Linked DNA regions of Mus musculus: region 2 is linked to region 1. A link is a contact called in public HiCAR-type data. All regions are on one chromosome and are shown on one strand. The core of a region is the stretch at or near the end of the contact, and the rest is flanking DNA. Distances in the headings are between cores, read along the strand shown. Region 1 holds the start of Eea1 (early endosome antigen 1). Region 2 holds the start of Atp2b1 (ATPase, Ca++ transporting, plasma membrane 1).

The links. HiCAR-type assays count read pairs that join an accessible place to other places.
Region 2: a HiCAR-type map of astrocytes shows a contact between it and region 1, with 8 times the contacts expected there. The contact joins the promoter of Atp2b1 here to the promoter of Eea1 in region 1. A contact is called at or near these places in 2 of 39 promoter capture datasets (hippocampal neurons and pre-B cells), 2 of 115 datasets of contacts at active chromatin or transcription factors (astrocytes and embryonic stem cells) and 1 of 9 other capture datasets (adipose tissue).

What each region holds. Positions count from the first base shown.
Region 1 is chr10:95,939,218-95,942,451 of GRCm38.p6, forward strand. Eea1 (early endosome antigen 1) reads left to right here and starts at 1,446. Exons shown (of 29, transcript NM_001001932.3): 1 at 1,446-1,755. The coding sequence starts at 1,732.
Region 2 is chr10:98,913,607-98,916,840 of GRCm38.p6, forward strand. Atp2b1 (ATPase, Ca++ transporting, plasma membrane 1) reads left to right here and starts at 1,546. Exons shown (of 21, transcript NM_026482.2): 1 at 1,546-1,765.

The DNA.
Region 1 (3,234 bases), core at 196-2,695:
TGTGCATAAGAGGAAGGCTGAAGTAGCCTTCAGCAGGCCAGCCCACCTGAAGTGAAGACCAATCAAGGGTACACAAAGTAGTTAATTTTCCCGTTGAGATCTGTTCTCCAGACTCGTGAGCTTTCCTCTGGAGACTCTTAAAATGAGAGTTCATCAGATTCAAGGGGTTTTCTGGGTAGAAGAATTTTGACCCATGATTTTAAATTTCTCAAGAACAATGAACAGCACAAGCAATCTACACAATACAAAAATAGGACAAAGTTCTCAAATCTGGTAGCCCCCCCACCCCCACAATCCTGACCTAACAGCGTCCTGGAGGCCCCACCGACTCAGAAACTGACACTGCATTTAGCTTTTCCACAAGTCCCTAGGATTATTAGCTACAGATAGAGAAACCTTACCTGAGGTATTCAATGCTTTCCCCCACCCCACAATCTAGGCATCCCCAGTTCCCAGCCTTTCTGATTGCTCTCTCAGCTCCCAGGTCACTAGGTACTGTCAGTATCCCAAGTTTCACCTTGTGCAGTTTAGTCATCTAGAACCTGGCAGAGGCCTCCCAAGCACTGGAATTGCCTGGGAGAGAAACACTTATAACAGAGCAACCCCGAATGCACATTACAGAGAGTTTCTAGAGACAAAGAACACAGAAAACTCACATCCTAGCTGGCAGTTGAAGGAGGAAGCAAGCAAGTGGTTAAACAGAAGCCAAGGACACGAAGTTAGCTGGGGTATTTCTACCCCTTGCTTTTAGAACATAGTTAGGTGCTTTCCCACGGAAGGGCTAGTAAAAGTGTGTGTGTTTCAGCTTAAAACAAGGATGGCTCCAGCTGAAATAAGATGAAGAAACCTTTGCCCTGTCACAAAAGGATAAACCCAAACTTCTCTAGTTAATCCCAAACCCAGCCTCCTCCCATGTTTTATTGTTGCTCTGATTGCAATCAGAAGCAGGAAGGAAGCGGGTAACCTGGGTATGGAAAAGCAGGGGGAAGCCCAACACAGTTAAGTAAGCCTTGGTTTCTCGGGTCCACAATGGCTTGGAGTTTAGAGGTCGAATCAGCCTTTCCAGCCAAGAGGAGGATCCGGCTCGGGGTTGCTGCACTAAGAGCGCTAGCAAACTTCCATCCTAGGCTGGGGCTCAGCTGAAGTTAGCTCTAAAACCTGTTCTTCCATCCCCGTGTGGGGGACACCTCCAGGCGGGACCCGTGAGGTCCCCACGCATCTTCTCCATCAGAACACCAGGCAACCCTCAACATTCCCGAGCAGGGTCCGGCACCCAAGGTCCAAGCTCTCGGCGGAAGAAGCCAAGGCACCAGCTTCCTGTGGCCTGTCTCTCACACTAGCCCCGCTTCCGATTGGTCGAAGCCTCGGGCCGGCCCTCCCTCCGGCCCCGCCCTCCCCGCGGATGGACAGGCCGAGGAGGCGGGGCTGCAGCGGCTCCGCCCCTCGGCCCCGGGCGGGCGGGCCCGCCCAGCTGTCAGTTACGGGGGCGGCCCGGCAGGCGGGCGCTCGCTGGCTCCCTCCTCGCTGGCTCGTGCTCGTGAGCCTCTCGCCGCCTGTGGGGAAGTCGGGGCCGCCAAAGCCGCGTCCACCGCCGCCTCTTCCCCGCCCTCCTCCCTCCCGGCTCGGCTGCCGGCCCCTCGCGCCCTCCAGTCGTGAGTAACCCGCATAAGGGCGCGGAGAGTCCCCGCGGCGGCGGCGGCGGTGACGGCGGCGGCGGCGGCCGGCCAAACCATGTTTCGAAGGATCTTGCAGAGGGTAAGAGTGAAACCGTCCTTCCGGCAGCACGTGAGCGCGAGCGTCCGAGCCCGGCCGCGGGGCAGCCCGGGCTGGAGGGCGGGGGCGCTCAGAGCTCCGCTAGGCCCGGTGACAGCGTGCGCCGAGGCCTGCTGGTCCTGCCGGAGCCGGGCTGCGGGTGGGGCGGGGCGCAGGCCGGAGCCCGGAGGGCCTCCAGCCTCGGCTCCCGCGCTCGGGGCTGTCACCACGGGCTGGAGGGTGTGGTGCCCGCGCGCGCCCCTCCCCGCTCCCCGCTCCCGGCTCCGCGCCCGTGGGTGCTCGGCTGCGGGCGGCTGCGGGGCCCTTCCCTGCCCCAGCGTGCCACCACCTTCCCACGACACGCACCTGCCTGTCTGCCTCCTTACTCATCTATCTGCACGGTACAGGAGGGTCATGGGAGACCCGGCCTAGTCCTGGGACTTGAAGACGCTGAACTGCCAAAGTCGGTGGAGAAGGAAGATATTACTCACTGTTGGAAAGTTTCTTTTAAGAATTACAAGTGCATTTTCCTCTCCAAGACCCAGAACCTCATTTTAGTTATCCAGGACTAAATGGCTCAAACGGCAGATACACTCCAGTTTAGTTTCCACCAGGGCTATCTCAATGTAAAATCTGGGAAATCTTGAGGGTAAAAAGGTAAGAGCGTTGGAAAGCCGTAGATGTTTTGTTTAGGTACCAGTTCCTAGAATAACATAATTAAAATCGCTTCTAATAAGAGTTGCCTACTCAAGTGTTTTGGATAGCTTCCATTCGCTCCCTTCTGCAGCTGGTTAATGTAAAGAGATGTTACCTAGAGAGTAGGAGAATTAGTTCAAAGGACAAGAACTTACTGAATGTGTAGCATTTAGTTAAGAAATGTGCCAAGGAGGGTTGAGTCAGCCAGTACACAGGAAGGGAAGATTCTGTTTAGACAGCTTCTGTGAAACATTGAAGTCATCTGGTCATACATCAGAGGAAACATAGTTAACGTCTGCTCTGGCCCTCTGTGGGGACATTGGATTTTTTTTTTTTTCCTTTTGCAATCGTTTTTGGTAGTTTTTTTGAAACTTTGATAGAGCTGAACCTTGGTAGCAAGCAAGGGCATACCCTTTACTCTCCCCATCAGCTGCTTTGTTCAACAGCAAAGGCTTCTGTGCATGATTGATGGCTTGATTTGCTTAAGAGAACTGATTACCTTAACCTCAGGTTACACACGCACACGTGAGTGCACCCCCTCCCCCCCCATACAGTTACCCAAGAGAAAAGGAGTTTGTGGTTTGCTTTTAAGTTTATCAACAATGTTTTCTGATTTGGGAGTTGCTTCTGGTGGCAACAGTTTGGCTTTCAAAAAACATGGGTTTTTCAGTTCTGAAGACCTGGGATTGTATGACGATCATTCTTCGTATTGTTGTTTGTTTATCTGATCTAGAAGTTTCTGTCAAAATGGAAACATGGTATTTACTGTGGTTATTGCTGAAATAT
Region 2 (3,234 bases), core at 296-2,795, 3.0 Mb after region 1:
TCTTTTGAACTGGTTGGACCAGAGTCGGCTACCTTTTACCGTCTAAATACTGCACGGTACTCTGCATGATTTTTTTTTTTTTTCTTGTTCCTTTCTCCTCGGGAAAGATGAGGGCAGGATTTAAGTATTATGAATTAAAGACCCACTAGCTCGCCACAGGTAGGAAAAAAAAAAAAAAAAAAAAAAAAAAAAGCAGCAGCCGCAGCAGCAAACCCAAAAGAGAAACACGAGGACTTCAAGCGGACCTTGCGAGGCCTGCTTGCACCGGCTAGAGGACACGGTTTGGGCGCTGCAGCGGGGATCCCCGGTGTCGGTGGCCGGGCCAGCGCGCCTACAGGGCGAGTGGGCTCTCTTCCCAAAAGGGAAGGCACTTTGGCTGTCGGGCGAGTGCGTCACCGTCCGGGACAGGAGACAGGTCCGCTAGGGAGTGGGCGCCGAGCCGCTCTCCCGTCCCGTGACCCGGCATCGCCTCCACCCGGGGGCGACTCGAGCGGGACCCCAAGTGAAGGGCGTCCCACTGCGGCGGCACTCGTCGCTCTCCGGCTTCCTCACGTTGCAGGAGCCGCCGGGCCGCGCGCCCAGGCACCGGCGGTGACGGACGGAGTCACCGCCCCCTCCTCCCCCGCCGCCCCCTCCCGCGGCCCTCCCCGGCCCCGACACGTCATGGAAACACAGACGTCAGAGCCCCGACGGCCAATCGGAAGCCGCCGCAGGAGGGGAAGGGAGGGGGCGACAGCGCAGGAGGGGGCGGGGGCAGCCGGGAGCCCGGCGCGCAGGGAAGGAAGAGAGGGAGGGGCGCGCGGAGGCGCGAGTCGCCCGCCCCGCACTACAGGCCACCCTTTCCACACCGCGCGCTGCAAGTTCTGATCCCCGCCGCCTCACCCCACCCCGGGCGCGCGCTCGCCAGGCGGGGCCGCGCTCGCCGGATCCTCCCCTTAAACGCCCTCTCCGGGAAGCGCCAGTCCCGGTCCGAGCGGCGCTACCTCCGCTCGTGCGCGCGCGCGCGCCCGCCCGCCCGCCCTCAGGCTCCCCGCGGGCCGCGTCACGTGACCGCGCCCAGCCAAGGCGGCAGCGGCGGCCGCGCGAGCATCCGCAGCGGTGGCAGAGGCAGCGGGAGCAGCTGCGCTGCCAGCGTGGAGCGGGAGGCGTGGAGGTGTGGAGAAGAAGGGAGCGTCGGACCGGAACGGGTGAGCGCCCTCCTCCCCCCTTGCCTGCTCGGGCGGTCTCGCGGGTCACCCGGTGCACACCGGGCCCCTGCCCCGGAGCTGGCCGTTGCCCCTTGAGCTCCGCGTCTGCGGACCGGTGTCCCCGGACCCCGCCCCGGGTTGCACCCCGCCCGTTGCTGCTGCTGTTGCTGCTGCTGCGGACGCCGGCGCGGGGCCGGTTGAGCTGCTGTGCCGAGCGCGGCGCGCCCTGAGCGCGGCTTTGCGGAGCGGAGGAGGCGGGTCCTGCGGGGACGCGAGCGGCCACTCGGCGGCCGCCGGGCTCTGGGCGGGGGCCGGCCGGGCGCCGCCTCCTCCTCCTCCGCCGCCGCCTCCTCGCGGTGCAGCGTGAGTAGGGAGCCCCGGCTGGTGGACGCCGAGTCTCTGGGCTCCGCCGCCGCCGCCTCCTTCCCGAGGTGCAGCCGCACCTCCGCGTGGCGCCCCGAACCCAGCGAGCCGGCTGCGGGCACGTCCCGCGACCCCTCGCCGCCATCCCCCGGACCCACCCGCCTAGCTTTCCTTGATTCTTCCCCTCGGAAAAAATGGTTCCCGCTGCGGGCGAGGTGAGTGGCGGCCGGTGGCTGCCCGCGGCGGGGGCGGCCACCTGCGGGGGAGGCCGGGTGGGGCGCGCAGGGCGCGGCGGGGGTCCTGACAGCTGGGCGCGGGGTGGAGCGCGGCGGGTCCCCGCGAAGTTGGCGGCGCCGCCGGGGTTCGCTCCTGCTAGGAGACCGTAAAGGTGAGGAGGCTTCCTCTCCGCGCGCCTCGGCGCCGGGTCCAGCTCGGAGTCGCCGTCCCGGTGGCTTCTCGTCTACACCCGAGGGCTCTCGGACTTCGCGGGGCTGCCCCTGCTGCCGCCACAGCCCATCTGAACACCGGTCGCCCCTACCCCGGCATGTGGTGACCTTGAGGGCAGCGGTGCCCCGGCACTCCCTCTTCCTGCGACCCGGGAGGGTCACCCATTTAATCCCTGGCTTGGGCCCCCGGGAGGTACTGCCCGTGCAAGGTGAAGGTTTGTCGTCGGCCCCCCGGAGAGGATGGTGTGATAGATGCCTGTCAGACAGGACGGTGACTCCCGGGGAGTTGAAGAGCCGCCTGGACGCTCTCTTCAGGTCTTGAGTCTGGCCCCCCAGGATGTTCACGGGTGCTTCCGATTCATGTTTATGTACTTAGTTTAAAAGGGGGAAAATCTGCTCTGTCCTCGGAAAGGGTCAGTAAGAAAGGAGGGTGGCATTCCTATTGCGGGGGTGGGGGGGGCGGAGGTGGCGGGGGCTTCTTCTCTATTTCATCTTGCAGGAGAATTTTGTGTCTTAGCTAGTTAGCGACCCCTGGGTCTGCGCCTCGGTCTTTGCCCAGGTTGGTCTCTGCACATTTCAGTCACCAGTTTACTGCGGGACTCTAGCATTGGGAATGCTTTTGCTGTTGCGGTGATCGGACCCGCAAGGGGAAGCTGGGGCTGGTCTGCGTGGGTAAAAGGGTCTGCAGGACCTTGGTAAGGACGCGAACCTCCTCGGTAGGCTGTTTTTTTTACCCTTCCTAGGGGTTAGAGCGCTGCAGACAGCCACCTTTGGCTGCTATGCATGCTACTTTTCTGGGTTTATTAATAATCTAATGACTCCTGTCGGTATCGATTGCTGTTCCTGATAAATTAGTTATATGGATTTTTTTTTTCATACGAGTGGAGGTATATGCATGTCTGGACTGTCTGCCTTTCAACATGGAAGGCTTTGTTGTGCTTCACCTCCCCCACCTGAGGACAGTCTTACTTTAAAATAAGGTTCTTGATCCTCAGCGTAGGTGTATTTTATAATAATAAGTACTTGTAAGGACCTGGTTTGTACAAAGCGCGCATAGGGCATCCCTTTGGATAGTGGCCCATTTGAGTGAATGGAGAGCCTTCACTTGCCCTGCCACCAGCTTTCCCTAGGGAGACTCCCTGTCCTTGTGTGTGGCAGAGCCGGATTGGGGGAATTAAAAGAGGGATTGGAAGGGGGAGAATCTGCTTTTTGTACTTGTATGTTTCATTTAGCACCCA